Linked DNA regions of Mus musculus: all the other regions are linked to region 3. A link is a contact called in public Micro-C and promoter capture Hi-C data. All regions are on one chromosome and are shown on one strand. Each heading gives the region's core, a stretch centred on a gene start, on an enhancer-like site or on the middle of the called end of the contact. The rest is flanking DNA. Distances are from core to core; before and after follow the strand shown.

Evidence for each region. Promoter capture Hi-C pulls out the DNA fragments that hold promoters and counts their contacts. Hi-C and Micro-C count contacts between places; a contact is called where the count stands out from the background.
Region 1: a contact with region 3 is called in a Micro-C map of embryonic stem cells, with 2.4 times the contacts expected there. The contact joins the promoter of Foxo6 here to the promoter of Kcnq4 in region 3. A contact is called at or near these places in 7 of 39 promoter capture datasets (the 3T3-L1 cell line, embryonic stem cells, liver and 1 more), 4 of 484 Hi-C or Micro-C datasets (all in embryonic stem cells) and 2 of 115 datasets of contacts at active chromatin or transcription factors (both in embryonic stem cells).
Region 2: a contact with region 3 is called in a promoter capture Hi-C map of liver, with 2.4 times the contacts expected there. The contact joins the promoter of Col9a2 here to the promoter of Kcnq4 in region 3. A contact is called at or near these places in 6 of 39 promoter capture datasets (the HPC-7 cell line, HPC-7-derived erythroid cells, liver and 2 more) and 1 of 9 other capture datasets (liver).

What each region holds. Positions count from the first base shown.
Region 1 is chr4:120,285,703-120,288,544 of GRCm38.p6, reverse strand. It overlaps Foxo6 (forkhead box O6), which reads left to right and starts at 1,284. Exons shown (of 2, transcript NM_194060.1): 1 at 1,284-1,706. The coding sequence starts at 1,293.
Region 2 is chr4:121,038,137-121,041,018 of GRCm38.p6, reverse strand. It overlaps Col9a2 (collagen, type IX, alpha 2), which reads right to left and starts at 1,453. Exons shown (of 32, transcript NM_007741.2): 1 at 1,233-1,453; 2 at 1-54. The coding sequence starts at 1,304.
Region 3 is chr4:120,746,019-120,748,788 of GRCm38.p6, reverse strand. It overlaps Kcnq4 (potassium voltage-gated channel, subfamily Q, member 4), which reads left to right and starts at 1,390. Exons shown (of 14, transcript NM_001081142.3): 1 at 1,390-1,929. The coding sequence starts at 1,613.

The sequences.
Region 1 (2,842 bases), core at 35-2,534, 460 kb after region 3:
AAAGTGAGGTCCCTAGTGCCTGTCAGCTTGCTAGAAATGTGAAGTCTCGGCCCCAGCACAGACCTGCCGCCAGACACTCGACGGTCGGGGTTCAGGCATCTGTTTTAATCCTCTGTAGGATAAAACCTACCACACACTGAACTTTGAGAACCAATGCTCTAAAATTGTGCTTGCAAGCACAGTAAAAGCCCAGGAAGCCCCATTTGCACAGAGAACAGGTAGGGTTGTGGTATAACGCCTGGCCTACAATCCAGGAATTATCAAACCATTTCTTTTCCCTAGACTGGTCCATGGCACAAAGAGACGAGAGTTAGATCAACCCTTAGTCTGGCTGTTGGAAGGAAGACTTGGAAACGTCAAGGGTCCAGAAGAGGAGGGCGGGGCATTTCTGGGGATGGTAGAAGCGGGGAGGGACCAGTGTTCCGAGCCCCGCCCCATTTCTGTTGCCCCGGGAAACCCCGGGTTGTAACAATAACCTGCTGACGCGCTCCTGGGAGGAATCCTTTGAAGGTTGTGGGCGGGGCAGCCCCGCTGTGCACCAATGGAAGCACTCGGGATCCGCCCCTACGTTGCCCTCCCCGAGCCCGGCAGGGGGCGGGGCCGCGCCAGACGTTTCTCGCCTGCTCCCTAGGGGGCGCTGTGGCGTGCGGGGCTTCGGCGGGGTCGCCCTTAGCGGGAGCTCCACGCCCCCCACAGTCAGCAGGCGGGGCACCCAGTAAGCAAGGATTCCGCGGCCCTGGGCGAGCACGCCCCGCCTCCTTTTGCTCCGGGTCCGCCCCGTCCCCGTCCCCCGCCCATCCCGAGGTGCAGCCGGCGCTGAGCGCGGCAGGCGCGGGAGCTGGCGCTGGAGCCGGAGCGGCGGCGGCATTCACGGGGCGGCGGCGGCGCGGGCTCTGGCACGGGCTCGGGCTCCGGCATGGTGCAAGCCAGCCTCGTCCCGGGAGAGCGGGGCCCGCGCGCGGGACCGGCGCCCGCGGAGCGGCGGCAGCGGCGGTGGCGGTGGTGGCTGCGGGCACAGACAGGCGGCAGGTGCTAGAAGCTGGGCTGGGCGAGGTGTGTGCCCGCTGGGCTCCCGGGCCGCCGCCCCCTCACTGCCTGGGTCTTTGCCTCCCTCCGTGCTCGCCAGTTTGTCCAGCCTCCTGCCTCCGCTCCCCGGCCCATGGCGCCCCGCGGTTGAGCCGGCGCCGCCAGGGACCCCTCCCGCGGGCCTCCCCGGGGCGCGCAGATCCCAGAGCCGCGCGCCCACCCTCCGCGGAGCCTCCCTCCCTGCCTCGCCCGAGCCGGGCGGGACCATGGCTGCGAAGCTGCGAGCGCATCAGGTGGACGTGGACCCGGACTTCGCGCCGCAGAGCCGGCCGCGCTCGTGTACCTGGCCTCTGCCGCAGCCGGACTTGGCCGGCGACGAGGACGGGGCGCTGGGTGCAGGAGTAGCCGAGGGTTCCGAGGACTGCGGGCCGGAACGCAGGGCGACGGCCCCAGCGATGGCCCCAGCGCCTCCGCTGGGCGCAGAGGTCGGACCCTTGCGGAAAGCGAAGAGCTCCCGACGGAACGCGTGGGGGAACCTTTCCTACGCCGACCTCATCACCAAAGCCATCGAGAGCGCCCCGGACAAGAGACTCACGCTCTCGCAGATCTACGACTGGATGGTCCGCTACGTGCCCTACTTCAAGGATAAAGGCGACAGCAACAGCTCGGCCGGCTGGAAGGTGGGGCATCCGGGCTCCGGGCAGGCTACAGGGAGGGGGGCTCTGGAACACCCCTAGGGGTCATGGAGTGCGCGCCCAGGGCGTGGGGCAGGTCAGTTGACAGGCGGGGGCATGCTGGCAGCAGCTGTATTCATTCATGTCCCCTAGGAAGGATGCGCGGGATTGGAGGTCTGGTAGGGTGACAGGGGATACCTTTTTGAGGCATCCCAGAGGATTATCCCTGGCCTGTCATTGAGCGTATAATAGCATAACTCATTTCCAGACCACGGACAGTAGGGAGCCCCCTTTGTTTTGTGTGACTTGTTTTACCCTCTCCACCAGGGTACTTGCTTTAAAGAGCTGGAGTCATGACCCGGGGCTCCTGTCTGCTTTCCCTCTCAAATCTTCCCTGGCCTTCCTGACACTGGCCCCATGGTGAAGAGTGCTAACAGATCAAGCCTCCCCCCCCCCCAACCCCATGCAATTCTTTCTATAGTGTTGAGAGTTCATCCTGGAGCCTAGTCGGGGTGAAAAGCATGGCAGACCACCGGAGATGAGTTCTTCATGGGGCAGTTGTCAGCCCCTTCCCTGGTACAGCATGGGGTGGGGGAGGTGCTTTAGGCTCCCTGCTGGGACTTGTGGGAATGGTGTTGAGGTCTGGGGGGGGGGTCTATTTCTACCCACTCGGGCAACTTATCTCTCACTTCCCTGGCTTTCTGGGCTCAGATGCACTTAAGGAGTGGGGCACCCCTAGAGAGACCTCAGTGGCAGGCAGTGGAAAGGGGAGAGCCATCTTGGGAGAAGACTTGGATGGGGGCTTTACTGGATTGTAGCTTCTAGATCCAGCTCCTCCTCTGTCCATCTTGTTGGGAAATGGGGCTAGCCTATGCACTTGGGGGTGAAAAGGCATGAGGGGACCTCTTGTGGGAGAGGTAGTCACTGTGAGGAAGACATGTCTGTGACCAGAGATGAGGCTGTTTGGGGTGTTGATTGGCAGCAAGATCTGAGGAGAGGGGCAGCAGCCATGGCCAGATCTAGATGCACTTGGGAGTCCTGATCTGGGAGCCCCCGGCTCTTGGGATTCCTGTACACTGGCATCTTCTTTGGCTCTCCTTGACCATTATGGGGCAGGAACACAAGACACAGAAGTAGACCTG
Region 2 (2,882 bases), core at 204-2,703, 290 kb before region 3:
CACTCCTGGTGGCCCTGGTGGCCCTGGAGGACCCGGCTCCCCTGGTGGACCTCTCTGAAAATACACAAGAGTGCAGCCCTCAGACAGTACGCAGAACTGGGCTCCCAGGGGCTGCTGGAGACCCCGAGAGCAAAGGTGACTAGGGCAGCATCTCCCCAAGGAGATGGTGCTTCATGGGGAGTTTGTTGAGCAGCTACTGTGTGTCAGGCACTGTGTGCCATTATGCTCTGTTACTTTATGAACTACTCAGAACTCGGGGGGGGGTACTATTAGGGGTGACAAGCAGAGGGTGAGGAAACACAAAAAGACTCAAGGCTCGTGATCACTGCAAGTGAATGCTGAAACCGTGATTACACCCTAGGTTGGCTGGCTTCTTCCCCTGGGTCACACGGTCTTTGCACTGTCACGATAGGAAATAGATGAAGACATCATTTGCTCAAATCACAGATGATGTGCAAGATGGCACCTAGCCAACGATGGCCGTTCGAACTATTGCTGTTTTCTAACCAACAACAGGTATAGCGGTGAACTGGCACCTCTCCCTCGTCCCTGGTGCAGGTAAAGAGACCTCAGAGAAGAAGGAAAGCTGGGACTCTTCCCACCCAATCCTCCCTAAGGTAGCGAACCAGCCCCGACTCAGGAAGTCCACGCGTGCCAGATGCTGGCGCCAGGTGCCCTCCCCAGGTTAAGATGTGCCAGGCTGGCGCCTCACAGGCGAACTGTACCCCTACACTAGCACTGCTTGGTGAGCGGGCCCAGCATCCCCATTTGGTCCTAAACCGGGCATCTCTTTCCTAGGGCCCAGCTGTCCCTGCGAAGTGAGGCAGAAGCCCACAGTCAGGAAACGGACATATTGGGGCGACAGGGAAGTCTGGCTGGAGCCTGGGTCCCTTAGGAGACTCCGGGGGCGGAGGCTCCGCTGTCGACTGAATAGCCACCATTGTCTCCGCACCACCTGGGCTCTCTCCACTGCCAGGCCCCCGCGCCATCTCCTGCTCGACGCTGCCTGTCCCAGGCAAGGCCAAGCATCCCGAGGCAAGGTCCCTCTGGTTCCCGGACTAGTCAATCTCCCTTCACCGCGAGCGGTTTGCCGGGTATGCATCACCCCAGCGGCTCTGTCCTCAGCTGCCCCTCAGGCTAGGGACAGACTAGAACAGGTCCTAAAGACTCCAGGATCCTAAACCCAGGCTCTGCACCAGGGACGGCGGAGACAGAGAAGTGACAGGACTTACGATCTGAGCCAGGGCGAGCCACAGCACCTGGAGGAGAACGAACAGGCTGCGGGGCGCGGGCACGGCGGTCATGGCGAACAGCGGGTTCTGGAGCGGGGGTCCAAGCACCGATGGCGGGGGCTGCTTTCGGAGCCTCGGACTGGATCTCCCGAAAACGCAGCTAGACGGGCCGGGGCGGGGACCTGCAGGCCTGTCACCTGAGAGCACTGTGGGGAGGAACTGTCCAGCTCCGCCCGGTCAGGGGCGGATCTTCTGTGCCCACCCTGGGTCTGCATTCTGAGTTTGACCAGACGCCCCAGCTGGGAAGTCCCGGGGGCATCTCGGGGTACGGGACTACTTTCTGTGTGAAGAGCAGAAGTCCATTCGAAGTCCCTTTCCTCCTTGCCTCCAAGATCAAAGCCTTCCTCCTGGCCCTCAGCCCCATCCTTTCCCCGGGCAAGCTTGTCTGGGTCCTTTATCCTCCAGAGCCTCAACCATCTCAGGTTCTGGAGACCTGGCCAGGACTCCACCAACTCCATCTTTTCTAAATTGGCTCAGTCCTCTCCACAAACAATCAGGTCCCTGCCATATTAAAACACACCAACATCTTTCTTGAATCTGCCACCTCGGGAATTCCCCATCTGCCTCTTCTCTCCCCCTCCACCATCAATTCCATTAGAGTTGTCTGTGGCCTCTAAATTTCCCTTTCCTCTCGCCTCCCTGCTTCCATCGACCAGTGCGATCCGAACATCTTCCATCCTTGAGGCATCCTGTTAGCATTTGGATCTGCCCTTGGCAATGCCAGTCCTTCACGTCTTCTCTCCCAAGCATCCACCAGGCATCCACCCCATGTGACCTTGTACAGTTATATCCTTTGAAGACAAGTTTTTATCTATGCGAATGAGTGTTTTGCCCTCAGGTATGACCCTGTCCCATGGGGGACCAGACATCCTTGGAACTGGAGTTGTAGAAAGGTGTAAGCTCCTACGTGGGTGCTGGCAACAACCTGGGTTTTTGCAAGAAGAGCACGAGCTCTTCAGCAGGGAGCCATCTCTCCAGATCCCTACAATTACATATTAAGGAGGAGTACATGTTCTATGAAAAGTGTCCCTTAGACTATCAAACACCACAATGCATAGTCACACAAACTAAAATGGACCTGGGCTATCTAACCGTGTGGAACCACCTGCATGTGTGAGGTCCACTGTCAGCCAAGTGACACGATTGTCTTTCTCCTCAGCGGCACCTGCATGCTGCTGTCTCCTGGACTGGGAGAGACTTCTCCCTCACCCCCTTTCAACTGACCTCCCAAGTTCATGGAAACAGCCACCACTTTATTCAGTAACACCCCAAACCCACCTGTCTGGTCACCTCGGTCCAGAGCCCCTTTCTCCTCTCCTTCTCTTCCACTCACTGGCTAAGGGCAGTGGATCTCATGCAGCCACTAACCACAGTTATGACCACAGACACCTCCATGACATAAATGAAGTCTTAGTTTCCTCCTCTGTAACTGGGAACAACATGGTCCCTATCTTAAAGAATTTGCTTGAAGATTGAAGGAGCTGATGGTGGCAGCTGCTTAATGTGACAGCAGTGCGCTGTGACCCTCAGTATCATTTGCTCTTGGTATCCAACTGGCCTCCAGTATGGAAACTTGACCACAAGCAAATC
Region 3 (2,770 bases), core at 141-2,640:
TCAATGCTGCCTTTGCTGACAGCTGAGAATCGAGCTTGCAGCCCGCCCCCCCCTTCCAGCTAGCTGTGTCCCCCGAGATCCTCCCCGAGGAGTGAAGAAGAGTTTGCTGCGGAAGCGCTTCACCCTGGGGCAGGGCCTGCGGAGGGAGCGGGAGCGTCTGGTTTGGCCATCGCTTTAGGCTGGGGAAGAAGGAAGGAGGGCCAGCAAACCCGAATCATCACCTAGTACACGGTCAGGAGGGCGAGGGAAAAGGGGCCAGACAGCTCACAGCGGAGACGGAGGTCAGGCACCGAGAACTTTTTGCTGGAGAGGGGTGCTCCTAGAGAAAGTCCTGGTGGGGTGCTATAGGCCTTTGGGAGTGCTCTGTCCGTTCCCCTAATACTGGCCCCTAGTACGTTTATTTCTATACTTCTATCTGCCCTAAACAAGCTTTTCTGGGCTAGAGTGGGAGAAGGGGGTGGCGGGTGTGAATCCCACGGAGCGGAGATGGAGTGGGGAGATGAGGGCAGGTACGTAATCAGGGAGGGAGCGTCCCCTCTGCTCAGGGTGATCAACTGGGGTCTCCTCCTTCATCAACAAGACGGGAGGAGAGACGCATCTGGGCACAACTGTGAGCTACACCACCCCACACATCTCTCGATAGCTGTAGGGCACCGGGCCCTTCAAGTAACAACAGCAGGAGGAACGGAAGCTGCTGTCCCAACTTCACTCGGCCCTCAGCGCATTTTAAACACCCTGCACTAGAAACCGAGGGCACGACCCGACGGGCACACCTCCTCGCTTACATTACCCATCGCGCTGTACTGCCCGGTTCTGCACACTCTTCTGTACTCTCATCCATCTATCTATCCACCCACCCACCCACCCACCCATCCATCCATCCATCCACCCACTCACTCTGAACCCACGCAGACCCACGGCTGGCTAGCCAACTCTCACAAGTAGGCACTTCTCTGGACACAAACACCTCCACTCTACAATGTAAGTGTCCCTCGAGCTACCGCGGCCACAACTCCACACTCCACGCTCCACTTTCCACAACCACTCACCAGGCGTCCCAACCTCCCTCCCCAGAGCGGGCCACCAGGGCCACACCACTCGTACACGCCCGGCCTCGGGGCCCGGCGCGCTGCCCGCGCCACGCGCTCGGGGCCGGGACACACCGACTGGGCGGACCGCGCGCCCTGCTCCGCCGCGTCCGACCCGGGTCCCCCTCCCGGTGCTCTTCTCTCTCGCTCCCTCCCCGATTTGGGAAGGCGGCCGCGGGGCGGGCGGGGGAGGGGCGGGGCGGGGCGGGGGAGGGTGACATGTGAGCGGCGCGCCGGCGGCAGGTGGAAAGGCGAGCGGCATGGAGCGCGTAATAAGAGAGTTGGAGTCGGAAAGAGCCGCCCCAGTCGCCGGGGAAGCGGGCGGTCAGTACGGGCTCCCGCGGCCCCGAGGCTCCGAGCGACCGCCTCCGGACCCCGCACGGACCCGGCCTGGTCCCTAGCCCCCGCCGCCTGCGTGCGCGCCCAGGGTCGCCTCGCCGGCCCGGGGTTCGAGCCATGCGACTCTGAGCCGCCCGAGCGCGCCCCCGCCCCGCAACGCCCCGGTCCCCCGTCCGGCGCCGCCCATGGCCGAGGCCCCCCCGCGCCGCCTCGGCCTGGGCCCCCCGCCCGGGGACGCCCCCCGCGCGGAGTTGGTGGCGCTCACGGCCGTGCAGAGTGAACAGGGCGAGGCGGGCGGGGGCGGCTCTCCGCGTCGCCTCGGCCTTCTGGGCAGCCCCCTGCCGCCGGGCGCGCCCCTCCCTGGGCCGGGCTCCGGCTCGGGCTCCGCCTGCGGCGGCCAGCGCTCCTCCGCCGCGCAGAAGCGCTACCGCCGCCTGCAGAACTGGGTCTACAACGTGCTGGAGCGGCCCCGCGGGTGGGCCTTCGTCTACCACGTCTTCATGTAAGTTGGAGCCCCCGCACCCCTTGACGTGCCCCGGCTCTGACCCCGCATGAGCCAGACTCCTTGGGGACCGCCACCCCGCGCTGGCTCCACCTCTCTATCCTATTGCCCCGGGGCAGACCCTCACTCAGTTCCCCTCTTGGGCCTGTGCCCCCTTTTCGGTCTCCCAGCCTGACCTAACCCCTGATCTCCCAGCCTTGACCCCTGTTGCCCTGGCGTCTAACCTCTTCTGCCTGCTCTCCTTACTTTCATCCTGATCGCAGAGCCCCACTGCTCTGATCCGTCATTCAGCTTCTTGCTCTTCTCTGCTTTACCAAGTCCGAAGCCGCTAAAGTGGGACTCTCCTTATCTTTTGTTCACCTCACCCTCCCTGTGTCCCAGACACAGAAGACCCTAGCCCCTACATTATTTTTCTCCCCTCAGGCTCTGTAGTTATGTTGTGCTCCCACCTGGTCCCCTTGGAGATTTCTCTCTTCAGAGACAGGCTGTACCCAGATCAGGGCTGTCTAGGGTCCCTATGGCTCTGACAGGCCTGTGTGCTGTTTCCAACTTTATCCGTGTCTTCTTTAGTCTTGCTCCGCACCCTCAACTTCGAAGTACCCAAGGCAGCAGGCTGCCCTGCCTGCCCTGCCCTGTCCTGCCTTGCCCTGAAGGCTGGGCCCAGCTCTCCTGCCTTGCTGGCCAGCTGTACTAGGCCTGGCTCTGAGCATGGGGAAAAAGAAAGAAGAGAGGGGTATGTTTGGAAACAATGCCGCTGTGGGGCCCCTCCTCCTCTCAGCAGGCTCCTACAACTTTCAAAACACTGACCCCTCTTGGATGTAGAGAGTGAATTTTGGCAGCT